Regions from separate parts of the Sus scrofa genome. Here region 2 is linked to region 1. The links are chromatin contacts, called in public HiChIP or PLAC-seq maps. All regions are on one chromosome and are shown on one strand. Each heading gives the region's core, a stretch centred on a gene start, on an enhancer-like site or on the middle of the called end of the contact. The rest is flanking DNA. Distances are from core to core; before and after follow the strand shown. Region 1 has its middle 180 kb from the start of JUN. Region 2 has its middle 33 kb from the start of JUN.

Region 1 (3,511 bases), core at 211-2,710:
CATTAGACTGAGCAAATACATTCTCCTGTCCAGTGATATTGGGCTTTATCATGGGCAAAGGAATGATGGGCAAAAGGGGGAAATGACGGCATGGCAGTTCTGGGCTGAAATTTTAAGAGGTATTACCTGTTTCATTACATTTTTGTCTGCTTACTTGCTCATTTACCATGCAAGGAGTAACCAGAGGCTACCTTTCACCCTAGCTCACAGGATGAGACAAATGCAACAGACCCACACCTGACCCACAGCCCCAGTTAAGCTGAAGCTGGAACCCAAGCTACCCAGCCAACCCACAAACCCAAGAGTGAGAAGAAAAAAATTTTTTATTTTATTTTATTTTTATTTTTTGCTTTTTTAGGGTCACCCCCATGGCATATGGAAGTTCCCAGGCTAGGGGTTGAATCAGAGCTATAGGTGCCAGCCTACACAGCCACAGCAACGTGGGATCTGAGCAGTGTCTGTGACCTACGCCACAGCTCAGGACAATGCCAGATCCTTAACCCACTGAGTGAGGCCAGGGATTGAACCCGTATCTTCATGGATCCTAATCAGGTTTGTTAACCACTGAGCCATAAAAGGAACTCCCAAGAAAAAATTCTTATAGTTGTAAGTGACTGAGTCTTGGGTGGCTTGTTACCTAGCATTATTGCAGCAATAGCTGACTCATACACCTCCATGAATGAATACAGCCAAGCCAGGGCCCCTCCACTTTTGTCTGCCTGTGAGAACCTGCTAGACCCCCTCTCCACCGTCCTTTGGGTCCCAGCTACACTTAACTGAGAGACCTTGTCTCCAACGGTATTCTGAGATCTTTACTTGTGCACGTTTCTTTTTCTTATTTTGGACACTGAGCTGCTTTGGGGTAGGGAACTGCCTTTTGCATCCCCAGACCTCCAGCGCCGAGCACAGTGCCTGGTACAAAATAGGCTGTCAGTAAATATGAGCTGACTTTTAACTAAACTAAATGGAGTGGCCCCAAATATCATCAAGGGCTAAAGTATTTTAAAGTACTCTTTCTACATTGTTTTTAAAAAGGGTCTTGAGGCTAAATACATAAATAATAAAGAGATACACTTTGAAAAATACGTCTACATAAACACATATGTAGGCAAACAAACTTATGCCAAACACAACTGGGAGCTTTCTGCAGACTAGTCTCCCATTTAAGGCCTGTAATTTCCCTCTTGGCCGACACTGGCTTTGGCTTGGACTGTGTTTCACAGACTCCTGGCAGGCAGCCTGCTGGGTTTGTGTTTAGATTTTTTTTTTCCTTTCATCAGGCCTGAAACTGAAGCCACAGACCTTTCTGAAACCTTCTCTTAGCTGTAGCTGTCATGCTTCAGGTCACCTGCTTATCCCTCCCAGGTCATGTGGATCCATAATGTGTCCAGAGGTCCAGGGACAAGCTGGCAAGCAGTGGAGTCCCTTCCAGAAGGAGACAAAGGAAGGCAGAGGAGGAACCAACGAGTCCGGAAAGTACGACCCAGACCAGGCCTCCACCCTCCCAGAGCCAACTGTATCTGATGGCCTAGCCTGCTGGCCAGCTTCTGGCATCAAAGAGGTAGGGACCCTGGAGGGGAACTGAGGCCCATGAAAACAAAACAAAATAAGCGAAGTTGTGCTGGTGACATGGGCGAAGCTTATATGCACCTAAGTCCTGGGGGAGCTCTAGGGTCAGACACAGGTCATATTTAGATCCTGGCTCTTCCAATATCTCCTGGGCCAGTGACTTAACTCTCTGAACCCAATTTCCTCATCCATGAACTGGATTGCACCTACCTCGCAGGCCAGTGTCAAGATTACATGAGTTCATACACGTGATGGGCCAAGCACTTTGTAGAAAATTAATCTGCGGTGAGTTTTGTTTTCACAACAGACCTTTCATCTGTCGGGACGTGTCCAGTCTTATCTGCTCCCCATTCCATCTGCAGTGCAGTCTCCTCTGTGGCTGCCTCTCCAGCCTGTGCTTGCAGGGTCTCAGGGCAGCCTGCCCCCTTATAGAGAGATTCTCATTACTAGAAAGTTCTACCTCAGTCTGACCCTGAAGAGAATCTAACAGTGATCTCTCTGGAGCTTTCACTCATGGCCCCTTTCCACTCAAGGGCCAGTAAAAACGAGTCTACACCCTCACCCTCAGTGCAACCTTCTCTGTAGGCAAGGATAGCTCTCAGGCCCTTCTTGAGGTGCCTCCAGAATTCTTCAAGGCTTTACACACACACACACACACACACACACACGCGCGCGCACACACGCATGTGGTGTCTAAGCAATTACAAGGACTACACAGAAACAAATAAGGGACATATAGCCCAAACTTGGAAGGTCCAGGAGGCTTCTTAGAGGAAGGTAGTTGAGAGTGAATAGTTGCTATGAATTGGTTGTGCAAAGCCCTGCAGCTACTAGTGAAGAAATAGACTCTCTGCCCTGGCAGTGGGTGATGGTTGATGCCTCTAGCTAGACATCATTGTTGAATTTGTGTTGATTTTCTACTATTCAAATGCCTCTTTCCGGGCCCAGTTTCCTCAGTAGGCTTGGCCCAGTACTTCCAACGGATGTTTTTCCATTCCCTTCTTACGCAGACAGAGAAGCCAGGTTTGTGTCCAGGCTCTGCCACTCACAAGCTGGGCGACCCAAGCCCAGTCAGATCACCTCTCTGAGCCTCCATTTCCACACTGGAAAATGGAGAAGACACTGCCTACGCCCAGGGCTGGCGTGTGGATGGAACAAGATCTCACAAAGGAAAAGTTGCCCAGCATGGAGATGATGTTTGTCAGATGTTTTCTTTCCTTTTGTGCTTGATAAGATGACACAGCCTGATCTGATAGCAACACTCCATTGATAGTGTTATAACAGCATATTCCTTCAAAGGCACTTGCACCTGAATTTCTGAATATTGAGCCAGTCCATAACCCTCTCTTATGGCCCCTGAGGCTCTCCTTGATGGGGCACCTGCTTCCTCTGCAGCCCCACATGCAGACTAGTGGGCATTCTTGAAGGCAAGTGGCTCCAATCCCTCTGGATGGGTGCCCTCTTAAAGGACACCAAGATTAAGTGCCCGGCTCTTGGCTAAGGTCTCTTTGAGGAACACTGGAGAGTTTCCTTGGGAGAATCGACCAGAATCATGGCAGGGAACAAAGTGCATGCAGAAGGGCTGAACAGCAAAAAAATCTAAGGGAAGGACTCTGTTTGGGGCTGAGACTGGGGCTAAGGAAACCAGCAAGGAAGGTCAAGACACCCTGGGGGGTAGGGCAGCAGGCAGCCCACACCCCCCCCAGGGGTCAGTCAAAGAGAAGAGACACATGTTCTGGAAGGCCAGAGAGCTGACGCCCTGGGGAGCAGCAGCCGGGGCACTGTGGCTCTCTGGGTCACAGCCAATGCCAGACTTTGAAAGAAAGGAACAGACAAAGGGAGGGACAGACACCTGACCTCTGCCTCTTCCCACACTCCTCTTGCCTGCTGCTATAGATTTCCTTTGGCTAGACGCAGCTATAATTTAGAGTCCAGGGGAACC
Region 2 (3,712 bases), core at 308-2,807, 150 kb after region 1:
GAGATTCCCACTCAGGCCTGCTAACGGTAATAGCAAAAGAGCATTTAATAAGTTTTTTAAATATTCTAGGCCTTTATGGATAGGCACACATTTACTTCTCACAGCAATTATATGAGGTAAGAGTCACTAACCTCCATTTGACAGATACAGAAACTGAGAGTGAGAGAGCTTAAGCAACAAATATTAGGGTCAGATTTAAAGCCAAACCTAAGAACTCCAAGGTCCCCCCACGCGCAAGGAGAGGGCAGCCAGTCCCACGGGTCTGGGCAGGCTGGCCAGAGGTCCCAGTGCATCTTCCTTGCCCGAGCCTAGACGAGTGGGTTTGGGCGGGGTCTCCCTTGTCGCAGACGCAGACGGGTCCAGCAGGTGGGACAGGAGCAGGGCTGTGGTTTGCTGTGCTGGCAGCTTGCACCGAGTGAGGGGCAGAACCTTCAAGAGTCGCTGGCACCTGACTCCTCCCGCCTGCTCGCCCAGCGGGAATCCGGGCTGTGGCTCCGCCTGCGCCTGGGCTCTGGACCAGCCGCCCTCCCGCGCGTCCCTTTTGCTTTTACCCCAGCCGCGCTGATTCCCTGCAATTACTCAGAATCGCGCCCACTTGGTTGGCTTGGTGACAAAATCAGCAGTGGCTGTCGGAGGACACCTATTTACAAACAGGACCCCCCGCCCTCAGCAGAAAGCACCCCAGGCCGAAAGCCTGGGTGTCTTGGTTCTCCTCCCGCTTTGGCCCCGGGGAGAGTGGTTTCGGGCCTCAGTTTGCCCATCTGTGTAATTGACGTTAATGTTTCTGCACAGTCAAGCGAAAGATGTACGTTGTGAAAACAGCCTGAAATTTCTTTGAAGTTTCCTACTTTCAGCTACCACAATTCTGAAAGTTATATTCTTCTCCATCATTGTCAGTCTTAATTTTTTTTTAATTTAAAAAGGAGTGAAATTGTCACCCAGGAAATATAGTCTGTGATTTATCCTGTGGTTCTTGATCCCCTGTTTGAGACACCAGTGGAAGCTCTGGAAGGCCCTTTCAACTCCCTTTCATCTGTTAATCTGATTAGTTGTGGTTATTGTTTTATTCTTGCCCATTAAGACTTTTGCGATCTCACTGATGTCCAATAGGGTGGGGAAAAGGCTGGCTTTTGCAACCAGTTATGTTCGGTTAGAATTTCTCGGTCTGCCATTTTTTGCCTATGGGACCTCGTCTAAGCCATTTACACTTGCTAAACCTCAGTTTCTCGATTATAAACTGGGGAGAACACTCGCAGAGTTGCAGGGAGGATTAGGGATGATGTTTATCAAGGGCCTGCTGAGTGACCCATGAAGGACGGTGCTAACGGGTGGGAACTCGGACGGCTTAAGCCTGGATTTCTTCACCCTGCTCCTTCTGGTGCTCCCCCCACCCCCATCCCCCCAGCACCCGGCCGGGGCGTGGCCAGCTCCCAGCCTCCCCAGGCCCGCCTGCAGCGGATGGCATCGGTCCTGCCTCCCGCACTGGCGGCTCCGGGGGCGGGACCCGCGGCAACCTGCGGCGGAAGGCTGGGCTTTATTTACGCAAAAGCCGCGGGTGGAAGCTGGCCTTGTATGGACGAAATACTGGCTGGCCGGGAACGTCGCCTGGGGAGGCAGTAAGAACCAGCCCTCGCCCGATAGGAATCTGTGAATAAATACATAACCTAACTCAAAGAATGCGTTGAAATCCCCCCCACCCCAGCCCCAGGATCACGGAAACACGACCCAAGGGGGCCTTGGGAATCCTTCCACACGCCCCATCCTATCTGATAGTTTGACTGAGTGAGGCTCAAATGATTCTCGAGTTATTATCAAGCTAGGGAGCCTGCCACCCAGTTGCCGCCGTCCTAGGGTCGTCTGGGGAGCGACTTCGGGGCTGGGAGTGAGATCTGGGTCTGAAACAAAGAAGGGAAAGGGAACCCCCTTTATGGGCACCTACTCGTGTGCTAGGCATTGTTCCTATGTGATTTCATTGACTCCTCACACCAGGCTTTGAGAGAATTTATTCCCATTTTTCATCTAGCGAAACTCTGGATCCGATAGGTAGGCGAAGTCACTTGCCCTTGAACACAGAAGCCGGTAGATGGAACAGCTGGATTCAAATACAATTCTGTCCAGTGTTCTTTCTACCCAACAGTTCCGTGCCCCTCGGGGTGGGGGTGGGGGGCCGCAGGGGTAAAGCGCAAAAGAGGCGGTTGCGACCTCAGGACAGCCGCACAATGACCCAGCTACCCAGCTGTTTCTGGGCGCCGCCCCTTGCCGGGTTTTCCTTCCCCTACCCACAGGACGTCCAAAGCCTCTATCTTCCAGTTCCACCTGTCAGCTGATTCGCTGCCACCCCGCCCGCTCGCCTGATTTGGCAGCCGGAAGTCTCACGCCCGCCCGTGACCGCTGACCTAGAGCCTCTAGTCTTATCATTGCCAAAGCCAACGTCGCCCTGGAGGTCAGACAGGTGCGCCCAGGGCGCGCATTTCTCTGGCCTCCGCCCTAGTCACGGGGCTGCATCCGGTCCGGGAGCAACAGAAACTGGTCCAGCCGCCCCTTTCCCGGCAGGGCCCCGCCCACGCCCACCCCGCGGAGACCCAGAACAGGTTTCTTCACTTTCCCTGGCCCAGTTGCTGCCGGGGGCGAGGAAGGGAAGCTGGTTGCTCAATGTGGCTGCCTATTGTTCTGGTTCTCATGAGACTTGTGGACGAGCCATCAGTCAGGTAGATTCAACTCAAGCCACCCAGCATGCACAGTGACTTGTGCACCAAGCTATAGCCAACAAACCCTTAGGATTCATCATGTGACACTTAGACCCGTGCTCTGGGCACTGGCCAGCCAGCATCAGGTTCCAAGAAGGTGAGCAGAATGGGTCAATCACCCAGTCCTTTGGGTCCATCTAGCAGTGAGTGGGTGTGGGAGGCCATTGTCAGGAGTGGCTTGGGGGTGGTACACACTAACCTGTCATTGGCCCTCCATCAGTATGTGCCCAGTGACCCTCAGGGACTGTCCCAGAAGCCTCGGCTCCTTTGCTTTAGATCTCATGACCAAGAGGAAAGCTTGGGCAGAAAATCCCCACAAAGGACAGAATTTATACGCACATATTTACCGAATGCCAGGCCTTGGGGAGATCACCATGACCCAGACACAGAGCTCACCTCACCAGTCCCCGCCTAAGGAAGAATCAGACAGTTAACAAGTCTCTCTCTCTCTTTTTTTTTTTTTTTTTTTTGTCTTTTTAGGGCCGCACCTGCAGCACGTGGATATTCCCAGGCTAGGGGTTGAACTGGAGTTGCAGCTGCCAGCCTGCATCACAGCCACAGCAGCACCAGATCCCAGCCACATCTGCAACCTAAACCACAGCTCACGGCAATGCTCGATCCTTAGCCCACTGAGCAAGGCCAGGGATCGAACCCGAGTCCTAGTGGATACTAGTCGGGTTCGAGACCTCTGAGCCCAACGGAAACTCCCGGTAACAGATCATTTTAATATGGGGGCAAGGAACCATTTCCTGGAGTACCTTTGGGAGAAGACACTGAGTAGATTAGGGGTGGAGTCAGGAGACATTAGGAAAGACTATCTCAGCCTTCCAACACTACCCTTTTCCTGCTTCCTTCCACCTTTCTGCACATATTTCTGGAATACCCAAATCATGCTAAGCGCTCAAGGAGCTACTGGTTGGTCTCAAGGGACAGCAGGTGATGGTATCACAGAACAGCCATCATCT

What was found. HiChIP or PLAC-seq counts read pairs in DNA pulled down with a chosen protein or histone mark.
Region 2: an H3K27ac HiChIP or PLAC-seq map of skeletal muscle shows a contact between it and region 1. The contact joins two enhancer-like sites. A contact is called at or near these places in 1 of 47 Hi-C or Micro-C datasets (skeletal muscle) and 2 of 2 datasets of contacts at active chromatin or transcription factors (alveolar macrophages and skeletal muscle).

The regions. Positions count from the first base shown.
Region 1 is chr6:153,506,186-153,509,696 of Sscrofa11.1, forward strand. No RefSeq gene overlaps it. Among named protein-coding and RNA genes, the nearest start is that of JUN, 180 kb to the right of the region's middle. Within about 2 kb of position 1,461, at least 28 of the 83 cell types and tissues checked have an H3K27ac peak or open chromatin away from gene starts, as enhancers often do. A contact at or near this core is called in skeletal muscle, where this site is marked.
Region 2 is chr6:153,651,149-153,654,860 of Sscrofa11.1, forward strand. No RefSeq gene overlaps it. Among named protein-coding and RNA genes, the nearest start is that of JUN, 33 kb to the right of the region's middle. Within about 2 kb of position 1,558, at least 50 of the 83 cell types and tissues checked have an H3K27ac peak or open chromatin away from gene starts, as enhancers often do. A contact at or near this core is called in skeletal muscle, where this site is marked.